Linked DNA regions of Zea mays: region 1 is linked to region 2. A link is a contact called in public Hi-C data. All regions are on one chromosome and are shown on one strand. Each heading gives the region's core, a stretch centred on a gene start, on an enhancer-like site or on the middle of the called end of the contact. The rest is flanking DNA. Distances are from core to core; before and after follow the strand shown. Region 1 holds the start of LOC103630440 (probable membrane-associated kinase regulator 4). Region 2 has its middle 27 kb from the start of LOC111589701.

Region 1 (5,448 bases), core at 547-3,046, 130 kb before region 2:
TCCGACCATACCAAGGTGCTAAATATGGTGTCCAACGGTTAGCATTACCTTTTATAACTTAGTTTAATTCAGCTATTTGGTATTTAATTAACAAAGACTATTAGAGACGAACAATTGAATTAGGTTGAACAGAACACCATCGTAATTGTTTTAGAATTAGGGACATAATAATAATAATAATAATAATAATAATAATAATAATAATAATAATAATAATAATAATAATAATAATAATAATAATAATAATAATAATAATAATAATAATAAGTAATCTTCAAAGTAGGAGCAAAAATTACCAATCTTTCAACATATAATCGTTTAACAAGATACAATAAATGTTTATAAATAATTTTACTTTCTTCATATAAATCGGTTGGACTAAAAATACTTTCTAACTTTATAAATTGATTTCTACGAACACTGAGAGAGACCTCCTAGGCTCGGTCAATTAGTACTCAATTGGGACGAGACGAGTCCATTCCAGTGGCGCACATTCCTTGTGTCTATCTGCCGACGAGAACGACCGCTCACGTGACGGTGGGAAAAGAAGCAACATAAACGAAGCGGGTTGAAAAGTAGAACCAATGATTTTTTTTTTCTGAGCATTAAAAAGCTCCACCAGGTAAAATCAGGAGTGAGTTGCTGATTTATCATGTTTTAATTTAAAAATTAACTAGCGGATGTTAAATATTTAATAGCAAAGTAGTATACTACAAGACTATCTGCACCGCCTCCCGCTTGACCTCCCCTCCCCTCGGTTAGCGGCGCCAGTGTTACCCTATATGCTGTATCGGTGGCCTCTATATACACCCCTACCGGCTATAGTACTAGAGGAGTCTACAGTTATCCGCTAGATACAACGTGAGGACGTCGGCCCCCTTCCCTGCATGCACAGCGACGTGACAGTGCAAGTTGAAGTTTGGTAGTTAGAAAAAAATGATGTTGGATGATAAATAAGTGTAGAAAATAATATTTTATAGTTGTAATGGGTTATAGGGGAGTATTTAGGGAGAACCGCTGCGGGAGATGAAAAAATAGGGAGTGAAATATTGATGATGTGACACAAAAAAGTGATATAAGAGGAAAAATTTAGAAGGAACCGCTGCGGATAGTCTAAGTAAATTACCATTTATTTAAGGTTTTGAGGGGTGCAAAAACCAATCGTTCTGGCTGTTTTTTTTTAAAAAAACCCACTAGCTCTTCTTGGGTCCGTCCCGATTCCCAGGCATTTCATTCCTGCCTCGGCATTTCACAGCCGAACAGGTGGAATTCCGAGTGGAGTGGAGTTAGGGGTGGATATCGAGTCAGCTCGGCTCGACCGAGCTCGAACTGGCTCGTTAAGGAAACGAGATGGCTCGGCTCGGCTCGTTAAGCAACCGAGCCAGAGAACCAGCTCGGCTCGGCTCGTTTGCGAGCTCGAGCTGGCTCGTTTAACTCGCGAGCCAGAACAAAAAAATATTATACATGTATATATACAACAATATAATCGATTACTAGTTAATTTCATACTAATTTAACACTAGAAAAGACTAACAATACTCATAATTTTATATATCACATCATTTAAACCCTAAAATAACATAGTTCATCACTTATTAATTCATCAAATACAAGTATAGGCTTTGTTTTACAGATAAATGCTAGCTCATTCGAGCTAACGAGCTGGCTTGAGCTCGTGTCGAGCTGGCTCGTTAACGAACCGAGCTGAGATGTTAGCTCAGCTCGTGATAAAATTGAAACGAGCCGAGTCGAGCCGAGCCGAGCTGGCCACGAGTCGAGCGAGCTCACGAGGCACGAGTATTTTTCGCAGCCCTAAGTGGAGTGATGGCGTCTCGATGGGCTGACACACAGCCACAGGCACGTCAGTGGTACCGTCCCGATGCCTAGACAAACGCGCACGCCTCGCCTACTGGTCGCTGCTCCGTGCTCTGCCTCTGCTGCGCTCGCGTCCCGCTTCCGTTGCGGGACACGAGCTGCTGCAGTGCTGTGAGCCTGTGATACACCACACACCAGTCGCCGCAGAGGGGAGGCGTTCAAAAAAGCAAAAGAGCTCCGCCCTAAACAGCGCTCCTCGCAGAGAGCGGAGGCGCCACCCCAAAGCCGGGCTTTCATCAGAAAAGAAGGAGCCAAAGCCTGGGCATGGAGCAATGATACGGAGGGGGACACCCGGACAGCGACGGTCAGGGGCACGGTTGGCCGCCGAGACGCGAACAAGCAGCAGATCATGCCGGCCGGCCGGCCGGGGCCCCCGTAAAGCACGAGCGTGAGCGTTATTCCAGGCCTTCCGATTTATAACCCCCCTAGCTCCGTCGATTCCTCTGCCGTTTCGTTTTAAGCTAGCACTAGTAGTAGTAGCACCGAATCGCTCATCCATCATTCCATCCATCCATCGAGAGCAGGCGCGGCACGCCACGCCACGCCACAGCCAGTCAGCCACAGCCACTTCGGTTCGTCGTCCAGGACAAGAATAAGCGAGAGCAATGGCGGGAAGGCGAGAGGACGTCGACGGAGAGGTGCAGCGGCGGGACGAAGAGGAAGAGGAGGAGTACATCGACATGGACCTGAGCTCGGCAGCGCCCGGGGCGCGGGAGTTCGAGTTCATGTCGGCGCCGCTGGACAGGTGGGGGGAGCCCCTGGCGTCGCCGGCGGACGAGCTCTTCTACAAGGGCAAGCTGCTGCCGCTGCACCTGCCGCCGCGCATCCAGATGGTGGAGGAGCTCCTGGTGGACGGCCGCGGCCGCGGGGACCTCCTCTTCCCCCTCCACCACGGCACCACCACCAGCAGCAGCAGCACCGCCCCGGCGACGCCGTACGAGTCGTGCGCCGCGTCGCCGGCCGACTCGCGCTACGTCAGCGGGGAGCTCAGCGTCGAGGCGTACTTCCAGGAGTACGCGGCCGCCCGCCTGGCGCTGGCGGACGCCGCGGAGCCCGGGGAGAGGAGGCCGACGACGACGTGGTCCAGGAAGCTCAGGTTCGTGCGGCAGCTCAACCTGGGCCTCCGCCTCAAGGCGTCCAAGGCGTACCTCAAGACCATATTCGCGGCGGCCAAGCCGGGGCAGCAGCACACGGACGCCCGCATGGACGATGTTGGCGCGCCGACGGGAGCGCAGGAGGAGCTGGCCCGTGGTCACCTCAGGGCGTGGAGGAAGAACCCGTTCGCCCAGATCAGAAGCAACAGGTGCGTCGCCTCCCAGTCCCATGCCGCGCCCGCCGCAGGAGGAGGGCGGTGCAAGGAACGCGAGCACGGCCACAGGCGGTCCTTCTCCAGCGTCATCGTCCGGTACTCCTCGTCGAACAAGACGTCCCCAGTCCCTGCGCTGCCGCCGCCGCCGTCCTCGAGCGAGTCCGACTGCGCGGGGCCGGCGCTCAGGAGGAGCAGCAGCGCCAGCTCCGAGGTGGAGAACCCCATCCAGGGGTTCATCGCCTACTGCAAGAAGTCCCAGCAGCTTGCCTCCGTCAGGAAGAGCGCCAGCGACGCCGGCTTCCGCTTCCTGTCGGCCGCGGCGTCCAAGATCGCCGCCGAGTCCGACGGCCTTGATGACCTCACCGAGATTTGCAGAGGATGATAGGACCATCAATCCTGATCATTGTACAATGATGCACATGCGTTCTGGAGGTTTTTTTTTGTTTGTTTGAAAAAAAACACTAAAACTTCTGGTCTAAACCAACCCTGTGTCATGATGATATTGTTCAAATGAATGACATCTGAAGTTTGAGCATTGTCTGTTTCTAGTACATTAGTGACTTGGTACAGACGTACAGTTCGTTACTATGGAATTTTCCATGGACGAGTAAAATCAAAAGCAGAGTCTTGCTTACTTTTCATCACTTTTGTTTCTCATAGCATCGATAGACAAGGGCTCATATTCAGAGCTGTTTGGCACGGATCCAGCTTCTTGGAAAATCGAACTATGTGCCTGTTTGTTTCGGCTTTTCGCAGCTTTTGACCACCAAAAGCTGTTGTGGACTGCCAAACACTCAGCTTTTCAGCCAGCTTCTATAAAATTTGTTTGGGTAAAAAACATTCAAAATCAACATAAACATATAATCGGTTGAGTTTTCGCAACGTAGTAATCCGTCACTTTATAGATCCTGAGCCTCATGGACAACTTTATCTTCCTCCGCACGTAATCGTAATGACACTCAGATTCTCTACACAGCCAGATTCTCCTCACAGCTAGATTCTCGGAAAAGCTCGTCAGAAAAAAATTGAACCAAACAGGCACATGGCTCTAGCTTCTCTTCAAGAGCAACTTCTCTATAGGAGCTAATGTTTTTTAACAAATCGTTTAGCAAAACAGCTCTTCTTAGCACGAGATAAGGGTAAGATGAAGAGTGGGGGAGGAGCCACTAGGAGCCAGTTTTTTTGGCTATGGTTTCTCTATATAAAAATGGCTTCGCTTCTTAGTACTTCTTGTTGAAAGCTCTTTTTATATACCGTTTAGGAGGGCTCCTGCCGGAGCCGGTTGTGGAGTCCTCCCAAATAGGCCCTCATATTAAAGCGAGCAGTTATAATTGCATAAATGTTTTGGTTCCAAGACCGTTCAGGTTGGCCGCAGTGGTCTCCGCGCGCCCTCCCCCTCCCCTGCATGGCGGCTACAAGGGCGCCCCCACGCCCGCAGCGCTGCCCTGTGCGTACGTCCCCTTCTTGAAAGGGAATTAGGGTTACACCTAGTTCCTATATAATTTTGGTGGTTGAATTGCCCAACACAAATCTTTGGACTAACTAGTTTGCCCAAGTGTATAGAGTATACAGGTGTAAAAGGTTCACACTCAGCCAATAAAAAGACCAAGTTTTGGATTCAACAAAGGAGCAAAGGGGCAACCGAAGGCACCCCTGATCTGGAGCACCGGACTGTCCGGTGCGCCACCGGACATGTCCGGTGCACCAGGGGAACTCAGACTCAAACTCGCCACCTTCGGGAATTTCCAGAGGCACTCGCGCTATAATTCACCGGACTGTCCGGTGTACACCGGACAGTGTCCGGTGCGCCAAGGGAAGTCGGCCTCAGGAACTCGCCAGCTTCGGGAAACTCCAACGGCTAGTCCACTATAATTCACCGGACTGTCCGGTGTGCACCGGACTGTCCGGTGCGACTCCGGTGCAACGGCTATCTCCGCGCCAACGGCTCTCTGCCGCGCAATAAATGCGCGCTCTGCGCGCGCAGATGGCAGGCGTGCCCATACTGGCACACCGGACAAGGAACAGTAGATGTCCGGTGTGCACCGGACACCCAGGCGGGCCCACATGTCAGAAGCTTCAACGGTCAGAATTCAACGGCAGTGATGACGTGGCAGGGGACACCGGACTGTCCGGTGTGCACCGGACTGTCCGGTGCGCCATCGAGCAGACAGCCTCCCAACGGCCACCTTTGGTGGTTGGGGATATAAATACCCCAACCACCCCACCATTCATTGCATCCAAGTTTTCCACTTCTCAACTACTAC
Region 2 (5,916 bases), core at 1,393-3,892:
CGGCTCTCTTTCAACCCTTTCCCTCTCTCCACCGATCACCAAGACCGGCGAGCTCTTCTTCTTCTCAAGGATCACTTAAGACCCCGCAAGGATCACCACACTCAGGTGTCTCTTGCTAGCTTTACAAGCCTCCAAAACTTTGGAGGAAGTTCAATGGGAGTCAAAACACCACGCACAAATGAACACAAGATGTAGCACACACTTTCTCTCAATGAATCTCACAAGGCACTAGTGCTAAACTCACACGAGTAGCTCTCTTTTGCTTGATCTCTCTTTTGTGGCACTTGTATTGGTTGTAGTGGTCTAAATCTTGTGTATAGGATGGATCAATGAATATAGGTGGTTGGGAGGGCTTGGATATGTCAACTATATGACTTGGATGTTGCATGGGCTCCCTCACCTTGAAGTGGCCGGTTGGGTGGTATTTATAGCCACCAACCAAATTGTAGCCGTTGGAGAAGGCTGCTGGCGATGGGCGCACCAGACAGTCCGGTGCGCCGCCGGACATTGTCCGGTGCGTCGCCATGTCACCCTGTCGTTAGGCTTTGGAGCTGGTCGACCGTTGGAGGCTTTGTCCTCATGCGGCACCGAACAGTCCGGTGCCACACCGGACAATCTGGTGCCCCTCTGACCTTCTGCTTTGACTTCTGCCGCGTTACTGTGCTGCATTGTTCATCCGTCAGAGTCGACCGTTGCGCGCAGATAGCCGTTGCTCCGCTGGCACACCGGACAGTCCGGTGGTACACCAAACAGTCCGGTGAATTATAGCGGAGCTGCGCCTGGGAAACCCGAAGCTGAGGAGTTTGGAGTGTACGACCCCTGGTGCACCGGACACTGTCCGGTGGTGCATCGGATATTCCGGTGCGCTAGACCAGGGAACACTTCGGTTTCCTTTTTGCTCCTTTCTTTTGAACCCTGACTTGTTCTTTTTATTGGTTTGTGTTGAACCTTTGGCACCTGTAGAATGTATAATCTAGAGCAAATTAGTTAGTCCAATTATTTGTGTTGAGCAATTCAACCACCAAAATCATTTAGGAAAAGGTTTGACCCTATTTCCCTTTCATATACAATGTCGCATAAATACATACACCGTGTAGCATAATTGATTAAAAAACCTAATATCGGTTCAACTAACAGCCCCCGCGGGAATTAGGGACATTTTTATGGAAGACATAAAAATCGTATTCATCATCGTACAAAGCATCAGTGGAATGCATAAATAGTGTAAGTAGTAGACATAAAACATAATCATCGATGGTATAAACATGGATCAGATAGTTCGTCACCAGAGGACGATCTTGAGACCGCCAGATCAAAGGACGCCTCAGAGGCCATCGAGTCGAAGCTGATCGTCGGAGGAGGATGCCCTCCGTTGCTCCGCATCGGAGGATATCGTTGCCTTCGGATGCCACCACGGACGGTCACTGCAGCCATCACCGCTCACGCCTCACAAGGTCGTCGCCAGCGCCACAAATCGCGCCTCGGGGTGTCGCGGTCGCCGCAATCGCTCGCGCCTCGTGTAGACGCGACAACCACCAATTGTGCCTAGGGCAGTCACGGCCGCCGCGGCGCTCGCGTCTCGGGCCGCCACTCATCGAATCGCCTGGGCCGCCGCTCGCGAATGTCACCTGGGACCGCCGCTCGCGTCTTGCGCCGTAGGAAGTCGTCGTCGACGTTCGGCCGCCGCTCGCACCTCACGTGGTTGCAGCCGATGTTAGGACCAGAAACTCTAATCCCTATGGCGTTTGGGGTGTTATTATAGACGTTCAGACCTGGTCCGGCTCAACCAGATGACATGTCTAACCTAGGATTTCTCTAGCTATTGGAAGCCTAGAGACTCCGATACTTCAAATCGACTGATCTTTAGACCTCATTCTTTTGTGATTCGTCTTGTTGCTTGGTTGGGCGAGTATCGGTTGCCGCTGATCACTTGGCTTGACCTCTGCCACAACAAAAAGTACAGAGAAGACGATGACCACTTGACTTGGCCTCTACTACAAAAGCTAGAAAATAGATGAATATAGTTTATTTGGCCCCCTTATATTTTATTTATGGCTCCGCCCCTGCTGCACTGTGAGGAATCTTTTATAGTGTGCCGTGTAAATTTTTTTTACTCACTTAAACACCTGCTATGACATTCTTTAAAAAAGGTTCCTGAAAATTAAGATGCGATCAAGGCCGAGAAATGGATCAATCTACGTTCTGTTGGTTTTTTTATTTGAGGCGTGCAGCGTGGTGGTAGGCTGGTAGCAATGTTTTGTTTCTTTTCTGTTGAACCCGAGGTGCTCCTTGTTTTACGGATGTAACCCATTCAGATGCTGTAACTGGTATTTGGTCTCAATATAATAATAGTTATTATGCATTGCAGGTATTAGTAAATTTTTAGAGTAAAAGTGTAAAGCTTTGGTTTTATCCTATAATCGTGGAATAAACTTTTATAATAAATTTATTTGGTGGTACAAGTATTCTTTTTAATCTAATTAGTTAAATTTAGAAAATGTTGATTTTTCGGAAAATAAAAAATATTAATTTTAGCATGGAGAAATTACAACAGCTAGTCTGACCGTACGAGTCCTGCTGCATTGAAAGTTGGGCAAGTCAACGAGAATTTGGGCAGGCTTCTGCCAATTTCCAGGCCCTCAAGGCACGAAGCGGCCCAATAAGGCGAGTAACTGTAACTGCAACCATGCAAAGGCATCCGCGTCCTGGCACCCGTCAACGATACCCGTCGGCCGGCTGCTCAGGATCATTTGGAACTAGAGATGCCAATGGTCAATGTTACTCGAAACCCGTAAATCCGGTAAGTTTTACCTAATATAAAGACATATATAGGTTTTTAATGGATAAAATATTCACTAGTACAGAGAAGATCTATACTGGCGATCGTAAACCTATTTTTAGTGGCGTTTATCGTAACCGCCAGTGCTAGGGCCAGTAAAAATCAGCATTTTTACAGGCGGGTAACTGAAGACCGCCAGTGCAAATCGTTTCCAGGAAACATAAAACAGATTTTAAAAATAGTAAAAAAATTATTTTTATTAGGCCCACCCTACCCGCCGGAGGCGAAGTCGCAAGTCGCGGCATTTTTCGCGCGCTACGCGGTTGTTAGTAATCGAACCGTCGACCTCACCCTCGCGCCCGAATTTTTTGCATTTTAACTCTTCCTCGAAAACAATATCACGTTTGGACCCTAGAAAATTTTAATGTCATTTTTGGACCCTTTGCTCGGCGCCATAACCTATGGCGCCGAGGTAACACAGCTCGGTGCCATAGGCTATGGCGCCGAGATAGGTGCTACGCTGGCCCAAACGGACGACGTGGCGCTGACGTGGTACCGAGCTCGGCGCCATAGATCTTGACGCCGAGCTCAATTCTGTACACAAAGGTCGTCTAGCTCAGTTGGTAGAGCGTAAGATTCTTAACCTTGTGGTTGTGGGTTCGAGCCCTGCGGTGAGTGTTTTTTTGTCTTTGTCACTAATTTATTTTTTTGTTGTCTATATTTTTCGTTTATGTCGCTCATTTGTCCGCCCAGATTTATTTCTCATCTAGATTTTTTATTTTTGTGACTGATTTGTTTATTCATCTAGATATTTTTTGTTTTTGTTTATTTTTTATTTTTGTTTTTGTTTATTCAAACTCTGTGACGCAATGGCTATATATATATATATCACACCGCCAAATGAAAGCAAATCTAAAAGAGAATGATGCGCCAGCATGATCACAAGTTCAGAACAACAGTTTATTTAGTATATCTCTTATTTTGCTACAGATACAGTTACGGCCGGCAGAGACATAAGCAGTTCTAATCTGACACGCTTCCTGTTTATGTTATATTATTATATAATATATGACTAAAAACATGAAACAAAGGTTTTCCATGATCACCAACCATTTGACATGACAGCGGATGACATCTCTGGAAGGAGGCCATCCCGAACTCCACCCCTCGCCTGGAATGCTCCATCAGGAGGGCCGCTCAAACAAGGACTCCTGCCTGCACGCTAAGCAACGAAACAGAACCGGATCAGTCAGCAAGAACCGGATTTAGCGATGGTCCCTATTGTGTTCAGATGATTTTACAAGAAAATAAAAAAATTAGCTGAACTCCTTTGATTTCCTTTAATTTGGCGGTGTGATATATATATATATATAGCCATTGCGTTAAACAAAAACAAAAAATAAACAAAAACAAAAAATATCTAGATGAATAAACAAATCAGTCACAAAAATAAAAAATCTAGATGAGAAATAAATCTGGGCGGACAAATGAGCGACATAAACGAAAATATAGACAACAAAAAAATAAATTAGTGACAAAGACAAAAAAACAAAAAAATTAGCTGAACTCCTTTGATTTGCTTTCATTTGGCGGTGTGATATATATATATATATATATATATATATATATATATATATATATATATATATATATATATATATATATATATATATATATATATATATATATATATATATATATATATATATATATATATATATATATATAGCCATTGCGTTAAACAAAAACAAAAAATAAACAAAAACAAAAAATATCTAGATGAATAAACAAATCAGTCACAAAAATAAAAAATCTAGATGAGAAATAAATCTGGACGGACAAATGAGCGACATAAACGAAAATATAAACAACAAAAAAATAAATTAGTGACAAAGACAAAAAAACACCCACCGTAGGGCTCGAACCCACAACCACAAGGTTAAGAGTCTTAGGCTCTACCACTGAGCTAGACAACCTTTGTGTACAAAACCAAGCTCGGCGCCAAGATCTATGGCGCCGAGCTCGGCACCACGTCGGCGCCACGTCGTCCGTTTGGGCCAGCGTAGCACCTACCTCGGCGCCATAGCCTATGGCGCCGATCTGTGTTACCTCGGCGCCATAGGCTGTGGCGCCGAGCAAAGGGTCCAAAAATGACATTAAAATTTTCTAGGGTCCAAACGTGATATTGTTTTCGAGGAAGGGTTAAAATGCAAAAAATTCGGCCCTCGCGCGTACCCTCCACTACCACTCCGTCTATGACATGCTTTGTGTCTAGTTTGTAGTTGTTTTCTCCACATATTACAACCATTTGAGTGTAAATTGCTTATTTGAGACCCTAAACGAATTCAAATAAAAAAGTTGTCAACTACAAAGATAAATAACTTTTGAAGTTCTACAACTTTTATTTTGACACTTTTTTCATCCGAGGTAGTTTGCAAAATTTGAATTTTAAATTTGACATACTTAGATTCAATTTTTGAGAGCCGAAATGAGTTCAAATAAAAAAGTTGTCAACTACAAAGTTTCATAACTTTTAGAGATCTACAACTTTTATTTTGGTGGTTTTATCATACGAGGTCGTTTGAAAAACTCGAAAAATTAAGGATAAAAATGATTTCTAGTGGCGGTTCCTTAAGAAAACCGCCACTACAAATCGTATTTCTACTGGCGGTTCCTTAAGAAAACCCCCACTACAAATCATGGATTTCTACTGGCGGTTTTCTTAAGGAATCGCCAGTAGAAATACGATTTCTAGTGGTGGTTTTCTTAAGGAACCGCCACTAGAAATAGCACAGTCGGTGGATAACCGGATCCGTCTGTAAAATATATCGTCTCGCAGGTGTTGAGCCTTTTTCTACTAGTGATTGTTCTCATCAGGTAGACGAGTGCAGGACCCATACTCGGGTACCCATAAATAATTTATACCCATCTCAATCATATATATAATCTACTCAATTAAGTACATATAAATATATATTAGCTAAAAATATGACCACCTTGGATGTTTCTATATTATTCATTATTTTTCTTCTTTTGTGTACCCACATTTGATTATTTGTAATTTTAAATATGTTATATAGTTATTAGATTATGCTATTTAACATGTGTTTAGCGCGTATCTTATCGGATATGGGTTA

What was found. Hi-C and Micro-C count contacts between places; a contact is called where the count stands out from the background.
Region 1: a Hi-C map of tassel shows a contact between it and region 2, with 3 times the contacts expected there. The contact joins the promoter of LOC103630440 here to the enhancer-like site in region 2. A contact is called at or near these places in 3 of 25 Hi-C or Micro-C datasets (ear, leaf and tassel).

The regions. Positions count from the first base shown.
Region 1 is chr6:163,221,108-163,226,555 of Zm-B73-REFERENCE-NAM-5.0, reverse strand. It overlaps LOC103630440 (probable membrane-associated kinase regulator 4), which reads left to right and starts at 1,796. Exons shown (of 1, transcript XM_008651494.4): 1 at 1,796-3,825. The coding sequence starts at 2,481. The coding sequence ends at 3,566.
Region 2 is chr6:163,090,622-163,096,537 of Zm-B73-REFERENCE-NAM-5.0, reverse strand. No RefSeq gene overlaps it. Among protein-coding and RNA genes, the nearest start is that of LOC111589701, 27 kb to the right of the region's middle. Within about 2 kb of position 2,642, at least 10 of the 20 cell types and tissues checked have an H3K27ac peak or open chromatin away from gene starts, as enhancers often do. A contact at or near this core is called in ear, leaf and tassel, where this site is marked.